Linked DNA regions of Macaca mulatta: region 2 is linked to region 1. A link is a contact called in public Hi-C data. All regions are on one chromosome and are shown on one strand. The core of a region is the stretch at or near the end of the contact, and the rest is flanking DNA. Distances in the headings are between cores, read along the strand shown. Region 1 holds the start of TTK (TTK protein kinase). Region 2 holds the start of ELOVL4 (ELOVL fatty acid elongase 4).

Evidence for each region. A called contact is a pair of places that touch in the nucleus more often than the background predicts.
Region 2: a Hi-C map of fetal cortex germinal zone shows a contact between it and region 1, with 2.1 times the contacts expected there. The contact joins the promoter of ELOVL4 here to the promoter of TTK in region 1. A contact is called at or near these places in 2 of 14 Hi-C or Micro-C datasets (fetal cortex germinal zone and fetal cortical plate).

What each region holds. Positions count from the first base shown.
Region 1 is chr4:105,757,941-105,762,845 of T2T-MMU8v2.0, forward strand. It overlaps TTK (TTK protein kinase), which reads right to left and starts at 2,140. Exons shown (of 22, transcript XM_015136820.3): 1 at 1,431-2,140; 2 at 176-316. The coding sequence starts at 314. It also overlaps the pseudogene LOC717175.
Region 2 is chr4:105,807,657-105,812,278 of T2T-MMU8v2.0, forward strand. It overlaps ELOVL4 (ELOVL fatty acid elongase 4), which reads left to right and starts at 2,518. Exons shown (of 6, transcript NM_001040419.3): 1 at 2,518-2,794. The coding sequence starts at 2,695.

The sequences.
Region 1 (4,905 bases), core at 890-3,389:
ACACCAAAGTTCTGTGGATATAACAGATAAAAACCCTGCCCTCATGTAGCCTACATTCTAGTGGAGGTGAAAGACAATAAACACATGAGTAAATTATAAAGTGATTAGTACTACTTCTTTACCTTAGAGGACACCCAACAAACAGTTAATAACTTAAAAGAAAAGAAAAACTCACCTGTAGTATCAGCAGAAATTTTATTCAAGCTTAGTTCATCAGTAAGGTCTTCATTTTTAAACTTATTTTTAATGTCTCTCACTTTGTTCATTATGGAATCAATTGTCAATTCTCTGCCACTTAAATCCTCGGACTCCATTTCTAAGAAAAAAACTGAACTAGTCATAATTCCTATTTAGCATCAAAGAAAAAAAATGTGCTAGCTTTTTAGAACCCAGACGACTAAAGCATTCGTTTTGTGAACACATCTAAACGCAGCTATTACTAGGCTAGTATTAATGGAGCTAAGTGCACAACAACAAGGTACACATCTTTGTAATTTATTCAGCAAGGTTTCATAGGCCAAGTACACTTTTCCCCCCAATATAACATCAATGACGTCATACTCTAGAAATCTGCAAATTTAGTGTCACTTAAAAAATATGATGGAGTGTTTGCTTGGATTCTGGAAGCTACATACACATAAAGATTGCTTGGATTCTGGTAGTGACACAGGCAAAGAATTTGGCAACGAGAATAACAATTCTTTTATTCGCCTGCTTTACGTGAGTAAATCTGTACAGTGCAAGTGCTTTCAAAGCAAAATATGAATATGATGGGGCTTTACTGATAATTAAGAAATCCACAGGTTTATTCTTGTGCATATCTAGCAGAATCATGATTTGCTACCTTAATCCAACACTAAGAAACTACTGTACTGGTACTGAGCACTTGCTTATCTGCATGGTGGTGGTGTTTGTTCAATAAAGTGTCTGCAGTCTTACTGTTAATCGTATCTTTGTGCCTCTCAAACACCAACTCAGTGTGACTGATAACAATGCTGCCCCGTCTTCGGATTTAACAATGAAGAAGTCATAAAGTTGCAGCAAGGTATCACTCCACCTTTTAAGAGAGGTTTGAAAGGTAACTGTCAGATCACGGCCACCCCTTTCTTTCCCAGTTCCAACCCGCAAAACAAGAGAGATCGTCCTTGGAAAACGATCTTGTGCGCAGGTACCCCACCACCCCTTCTTTCCAGCGTGGGCCACACCCACTTCTTACTTCCTCAACAAAACCTCCAGCATCACCCCACCGGCCAGACGCGCTGAGGCACCGAGCCTCCCCTCCCCCTCCAGCTTGTTTAGCCGCGTCGCATATCCAGCTGCAAGCTGCCCCCACCTCGCCCCACCCCTCACCGACCGGCGTTGACAATGAGCCCCTACACCGGCTGCGGCCGTTCCTCAGTACGCCGGTGCGCCGGTGGGTGAGAACTTACCTACTGGAAGCGGCGCTGAAGAAATGAAAAGATGGAACCTAAACTCCTTTCCGCAAACACGTTTGAATTTCCCCGTCGCTATCTCCACGGTCTCCAGTTGGTCAATGCTAGCCACGTAGAAGCGTCTGTCGTGATTGGTTCGTGTGCGACGGGGCCGCCCCTCCCCCTGCGTCGGGCGAGGCCCGCCCCGGAAGAGCCCGCGGCGGCGTTCGCACCCGTGAGGTTCCTGGGTTGGTAGGGTGCTGGCACTTTGCAGGCGTTCTCCGGGCGCCAGTGGGTGGGCTTTCTTGCTCTTTCCAGTTTAACCAGGCCGAATTTCTGCCTGGGAGGTAGCCACTCCCGGGCAAACCTACCTGGTGAGAGGAATATAGGGGCGGGGACGGCTGCTCCCAGCATCCGGACCTAAAAGATGCACCTTGGGCCGGCTCTTTACTGACCTCACCGCCACCCTTCTCCTTCGTTCCACGCGGTACTCACAGCCTGGCTTAGAGAGGATGTGGCAAGAAAGGATCTTTTAACTGGGCTACGTTCAGCCCTGCCGCCAGCTCAAGAATTTCAATGCTTTTTATCCTTAAGCTTCCGCTTATGCCCTTCCATTATCCTTAAATGACTCCTTGCGTTATCTTCAAGCCAGGACCATCCCCCTTGTCAAAATTCTGCGCAGAACTCAAGCGCCCATCATGATTGCCCTGCCTGAACTCGCCTTATCAGCCCCCCTCCCTCCGAGCCTGCCCCACTTAAGGGCTCAGGTGTCCTCAGGGGTAAAAACATCTCCCTAGTAATCTTCGCGGGTGCGAGGCTCTGCTGCTAAGTGGCTTTGTGGTCCAGGGCAACAGTTACTCCTCGTCTGCAAAACTAAAAGGGATGTGTCTGTTGTGCCAGCATTATGACATATGTTCGGTGGTAGGACGGGTTGGTTTTGTGTATGTATAGGAAACTAACTGCAGCTGTCACTTGTTAACTCTAAAGCTGTCCTTAGAACCCTCACATTCCCAGCTCTGGATAGTCACCCAGTCAGCATGAGAGCCCTTCTCAATCACTTAATGCATCTTTCTGTGTCAGCTAGCTGGTATTTCTGCTTCAGCAGAGCAGAAATGACTTGCTATACCATGGTTGGCTAATCACTTACCTTTGCACCATTGCATCTAATGCTGCTTTTGCCTGGTAAGAGTTTATTATTCTTTCAATTCTCGTTGATCTGTTTGCGGCCTGATCTCAAAGCTTGCATTTTCCTGAAAATACTGTTGCTGGGCGACCTCACCCTAACACTTCTTTCTGTACTCTCGTTTGGTAGTCTCCTTCAGTCTTCTATCTTTAAATACCATCTATATGTTGATGGCTCCCAAATGTTTATCACCAGCTGAGCTCTCCTCAACTCCATACTCAGATATCCACTGCCTACTTATTATCTTCACTTACATGTCTCATACGCATCTTGAACTCAAAATGTCCAAAACCAAGCCCCTGATATTCCTACCCAAACATGTTTTTTACAAAATCTAAAAAGACAAATTCATTATCCTAAATTTTTTAGCCCCAAAACCTTTGTGTCATCCAGATCCCTTATCTAATTCATAAGCAGATTGAGTCAGGGCTAGCACAAGAGATTCCTGGACTCCTACCAGTTCTCCCCACCTCCACTGCCACCACTTTAGTCCAAGGCACCTTCATCACTTACCTGATGTTACATGCAGTAGCCTCCTGGCTGGTCTCCCTGCTTCTGCCCTTGCCTCACCTCAATTTATTCTCTGACATAGCAAAGTCATCTTAAATCAGATTATGTCACTACTTTGCTCAAAACCCTTCAGTGCTCCCTTTCTAGCTCGGAATAAAACCAAAAGTCCTTATGATGGTCAGTGACTGTTGAGCACTTGAATATGTCTAGTGCAACTGGGAACTGAATTTTTAAATTAATTAACCTTAATTGATTAAATTTAGATTTAAATTTGAAAACTGATATCTAATGGGATTATTTTAAAACTTTTTAAAGTAATTTTTTTTATTTTTTCTAAACTTGCATTAGTCATGAATTTATTGGAAGACTTTTAAGTATACTTGGAACAACCTAAGTATATGAAACTACTTTTTCAACTGTAAATTTTGTGAGATGCAAATGCAGATGAAGTATTTCCAATGAAAGTGTCTGAGTAAGAAATGTGATGTACTGTTAAGTATAAAATACACTCTGGATTTTGAAGACTGAATAAGAAAAAGTAATAAACATTGATAATTTTAAAAATATCAATTACAGGTTAAAATGATATTTTTGCTATATTGAGTTAAATAAAATATATTATTAAAATTAATATACCCCATCACAGACCAGAGGAGACTAAGAAGACATGACAACTAAATGCACTGTGATACCGTAAACTGGATCCTGAAACAGGAGGATGACATTAATGGAAAAATTAGTAAAATTCAAATTAAGTCTGAGGTTTAGTTAATGATAATGCACCAATGTTGGTTTCTTGGTTTTGAAAAATGCATCACAGTAATGCAAGATCTTAACAACAGAAAAACTGAATGAACAGTCTGCAGCAATTCTCCGTACTATTTAATACATTTGGAATTTTTTGTAAATTAAGAATTATTCAAAAATAAAAAGCTTATGAAAATGTAATTTCACCTGTTTTACACTTTACTATGGCTAGTAGGAAATTGAAAATTACATATATGGCTTACATTGTATTTCCATTGGACAGTGGTGATCTGTAAAATCCTACAGTTTTACCTATTTGACCTATTTATTTATCTTGTTTATTTTCTGACTTTCCAAACTTTACCCCCACTAGAATGTAAACTCCATAGTACAGGAATTTTTGTCTATTTTGTTCATTACAGCATCCTTAGTGCTTAGAACGGTGCCTGGGACATTTGTAGGCACTTAGTAAATGTTAGCTAAATACTAACATTTACAACCATTAGAGTATTTAAGAATCCTATTTTATTTAACACATTTGTATACTTCTTGCATCACAATTTCTCATTTGGCTTAAAATCAGCTGCATCTGACAGTGAATAAACTTTTTCATTTTCAGAGTCAAGCCTTTCACAAAGCAATAAAATTAGCCATAAGATTATGACTTATTTTAAGATGGTAAGTTTCACATTTTTGTCACATAAATGAAAGTTTGAACTATTTAACTTTGTCATTAGCATCATGTCACTTTTTTTGCTAATCTTTGACTTTTCAGTCAGCACAGCTGCCTTTTTTATTCCATTATTTATTTACTTATTTATTTTAATCCCCTCCAAGGAGTTTTTTATTCAATTATTGAGGTCATTGTTACACAAGCTCAGTAAGGCCCAGACTTTGATTTTTAGAAACTAATTATTATACATGGATTTCTTTTGTGCGTATGCAAAAGTTAAATTTCTGATCAATAATAAATCCAGTTCTTACAGCATGCAATCAGTTGTGTGCTGCTTTATGGTGGTTTATTCTGGATAAAACATTACTAGTGTATGCTGA
Region 2 (4,622 bases), core at 1,268-3,767, 50 kb after region 1:
ATGATTGTGCAGGCTTGTAGTCCCAGCTGTTTAGGAGGCTGAGGCAGGAGGATAGCTTGAGCCCAGGAATTCAATGTTGCAGTAACCTATGATTGCACCATTGCAATCCAGCCTAGCTGACAGAGCGAGACCCTGTTACTAAAAAGAGAAAAAAAATTGCTCTTTTATACAAAAAAAATTTATGATAAAATATCCTCTCCCTTAGGTTTTGTAGGTAACAGTATCCCATTTGCATTTGATCCACATGAAAGAACTCTCTGTTCTCAAAATTTGCAGATGCTGTTGTTGCTTGTATTTGCTTTTATTCTGTTATGATGCTACCAAGATTTTGGTTAGATGGCTGTCATTCTAGGTGGCAGACATGCAGGTTTCCTTCCCTTTGCACAACGAAACTGGGTAGGCTTTGGTTCTGGGCAGTCACTGGTATTTATAAACCACTTGTTCATGCCAGGCAATAGGGTTCCAGATTGGGTAAGTTTTATGTTCTGGTTCTTGCTATATGTTTAGACGGCTTATAAATGTAAATAAACATTCTACTTTTACAGGTGGAGTGTGGACACCGGGATACCTGTGTCACCGCCATTCCCAGTTGAAGGTTAGCTCATCTATGATTTTCTTATACGTGACTGGCGCCCCCTAGTGAGTAGGGACTTAAATTGACCTCCACTGCAGAAGAAAGACCAGGGAAAGCCGTTTTAACAATTTCTCCTTCTATTAAGTATTAATAATATGCTGCGGTTTTGCGTGTGTGAATGGAGGTATGGGTAGAAATATGTTCTCCTTAAACAATCCAGGATTCCACAGTATAGAAATAGTAATCAAATTTTTAAGTGAAGCTCGAACTAATCCGAACTTGGCTAGATCACCACCGTAAATGAATGGATATTTATCTACTCCCTAAACGAAGAGATTTGACTGGATTTCTTTTTTTTATAACTACTAGAATCTGTTACACATAATTTAGGATTGAGGCTTGAGATATTGTCATTCCAATCCAGAAAACTTTAGTTTTGCAAATATATTTCACAAATTAATAAATTACGTTTTATTTGGTTAATTTCAAGAATAGGGCATTTAAAGAAGTCTGTGTTTGCTTTAGTTCTGCAATAAAGTTCCTGCCACTCACAATAATCCTTATTATTCTCTGAAAGACATGTTATATTTTGTCATCATAAATATTTATTAATTATTGTTTATAGCACTGGGTTAGGTACTCATCAAACAACCAAACATAATTCTTACCATCTAGGATGCTTCCAATATAAAATACAGACAATATATAACCAGGTCAATTGGGAAATAGATCATTTCAGTATGATAAAAGATAGCATTCACATTAACAGTGTGAAAGGGCAGGAACAATAAGACACTTGACTCAGTGGTCTTTAAAATGTAGCATCCAAAATGAGCAAGTGGAGAAAAGGTTAAACAAGTAGGTGACACATTTAAATAACAAGTAGATGAAAAGGTTATTGGACTATTCTCAAAAATCTTGTTTTACGTGAGAAACCATCAAATTAGGAATTGCAATTAGTGTATTTTCGTTACTTTTCAAGGGTAGGCTCTCCTATACCTTATCTAAACAATTTTTCAAAATAAACCACAATTACTTTGTTTTCCTCTCTACACTAACTTGCCCTTTGCCTCTTGAGCGATTATCTTTTTTAGATTCACCTCAATTTCTTTAGGTTCCAGCGGACTTCACCTGGCAGGCCCTCTTGGTTCTCCCTCTTCTCTGAACTGCTAATGGCCTAATTTAGCAATTATATTGCTTTGTTCATTCCATGTATAGCAAAAAAGTCTACAGAACACATGCAAGCATTCATTCAATTATATGTTAATTTGTTTATGGGTCGACCCCAAAGTCTATTCTCCATCGCTGAAGCATGGAAGACAAATACCCTTCGCTTCTTCAGAGGCATAACACGTGCACTTCTCTTGTCATGGTGACAGGCATGTGCTGGTGGAGGTCAAAGAAACAGGAACACAAGTGAAATCGAGGTGAGTGTCAGGTAAGGACCAAAGCACCACGCCTACCTCATCCTTGCCCACAGAACACCCATTCTTCCCGTGTCCTGTTTCCCAGGACTTATCCTGGGCGGATAAGAAGTCACCCGTGGGGAGGCGGTGAATGAACTCCTCCGCAGGGGCCCATGCCCGGGAGAGGGGCGGGGAAGGATGATGGGGCCACTCGTGCCGGGAGGGGACAAGGAGGGGCCCAGGTGTCCCGCTCCCGCGCGACCGCGCGCGCCTGCGCAAGCCCGGCTCACGTCGCACCCGTGAGCGCAGCATCCCTAAGCCCGCGAGTCCCATCGCTAGGGAGGGAGGAGGGGCGGCCGGCCCCCCGCCCCCGCGCGCGGCCACGTGACGCCGGCGGAGGAGATTGGAGGGGCGGCGGCGCGAGGCGGCAGACTGGTGCAGCGCGCTGTGCTGGCGGCTGGGCCTCCACCACCACCTCCTCCTTCTCTCGGGAACCTTGACGACGCCTGCTGCTCGGCGCTGCTAGTAGACGCCGCTGCCGCCGCATCCCCGCCACCGCGGCGCCTCGAGGAGGAGGAGAAGACGCAGCCGGGCCGCCGCCGTTAGAGGTGTTCCCTGGCCGCCGCTCGCCCCGTCGGCCGCCACCGCCTCCGGAGTCAGCCCCCTCTCGGGGTCTCCTCTTTCTTTTGCCGCCAGCGCCAGCTCATCGCCGCGATGGGGCTCCTGGACTCGGAGCCGGGTAGTGTCCTAAACGTAGTGTCCACGGCACTCAACGACACGGTGGAGTTCTACCGCTGGACCTGGTCCATCGCAGGTAAAGCCGCTGACTTCTCCATCCTCGCTCGGTCCCCCGCGGGGGTCACCGACCCCTGGTCTCGGAGCGCCCGGGCCGGGCCCCACAGGCCCCCGCGCCCTGTGGCTTTCAGATGCTGCGGATCAGCGGACGGGCCGACGGGGGCATTGCGGTTGAACACTGGTTAATCTGATCCGAATGTTAAGGCCTCCCCTCCCCCGACACTCGCAGATTTTTCCTCTGAGCTGCCTCCATCTCTCATCAGCTCTCGGATGCGGGAGCTGACATATCAGATGGAGCCTGTACAGCCAAGAGCTCCTCGCAGGAGCCGCCCCACCCTCTGCTCCCACATCTCCCGAGCTTGCTTCACAGTTCTTCCCCGTGCACAGGATTCCTTTTAACATTTAGTCCTATTTTGTGTGGAGAGCGGGCTGGGGAGGAGGGAGGGCTTCAGGGGCAGCTGAAGGTACAGGAGGCTTCTTCAGCCCCCTGGTTGCTTTGACACAACCCTGCTAATCTTTTCTTCTATCTAGCTCCTTCATCTATAGTATAATTTGGACTGAAAAGTAAAATAACATTGTTTGGCTCCTTGAACCTTGAAGAATTGTTAGTTTCCGAGGCATTTTCGACAGCAAATATGTTTGAAGTGATTGTCTGTAATGGCTTTGCGCACTGCAGTGCAGTCAGAGGGAGGGGGAGGCCAAAACACCGGGTAAGAAATCAGTCTTTAGGAATGGGGTCTCTACAGCAACACCTAGAGGTTGTCCCAGATGCCTACATATATACAGTTCTTAAATCAGCAAACTTTTCTTTAGCTGTTGCGGTTAATTTGGCAGGGCTGTCAATTGTTTGATTTATGCAGGTTTCCTAGCGCCCAATTGTGATATTGTATTTTTACATTTTACCGGTTATTTCTTCATTTGCTTCGCTGCTTTTGATTTTAAAACATTGAAAAGTTTTTGAAATCTAAAATAAGGTTTAAAGGATTTCAGAAATGATTTTACGATGTGAATTTTTCTGATCCTTTTGCAGTATCACACTGCATCCTATCAGTGAAGGATATTAACGTTCCATCTTATGACTCTGCCTTCCCTACTTCGAAATGAAAATGTATTCCTGTAGTTTTTGTGTTTATTGTTAAATGAGACAGTGGTTTACAGCATAAGTGTAGTCCGATACATAGGGCTTATGTTGTGGGAAAAACGTTTGCTGGAATTATTTTTGTGTGAGACAAAATGATTATTTGACATTAATACTGCATTCACTTCTTCTTTTTCAGAAGATCTCAACTTTGACACTGGGAAATAAGCTATTTAATAATATAAATAAGCTATTTATTTCATTACAGCTGAAAATGGTTAAAATGCAGTTTTCAAAGGAGTGTTTCTCCAAGTTTTTTTTGTTTTTTCTATGTGCTGTTACACTGATGTTACACTGTACCTGCAAAAACTGGTAAAGATGTGCCCTTTCCTTCATGTCTATGATTTCGGTTCTTTAAACATTGCATCAGGGCTTCCCATTACACAATTGTATAGAGCTGAACATCAGCCAAGTTCTTTAGCAGGTAATTGCACTTCGCATACCTTGGAGTTAGACACTGTCGAGATCCTCCAGTCTCCATATAGCCAGAGCCACACCCAGGAGTTCTCAGTCCTGTCATTCCTATCCTATCTCGGAGCTTTCCCATCTCTTGAGTCTCAGAAGGAAAAATCGAGGGCAAAGGTAGAATACACCTTTCTGTGATGGTGAATTCCTTCCTAATGATGTTTGTGTTAAAAAAAACAAACAAACACACACACAAATGAAACAGGACATTTTGTGCAGTTGCCGCATGTGAAAGCTTGCTACT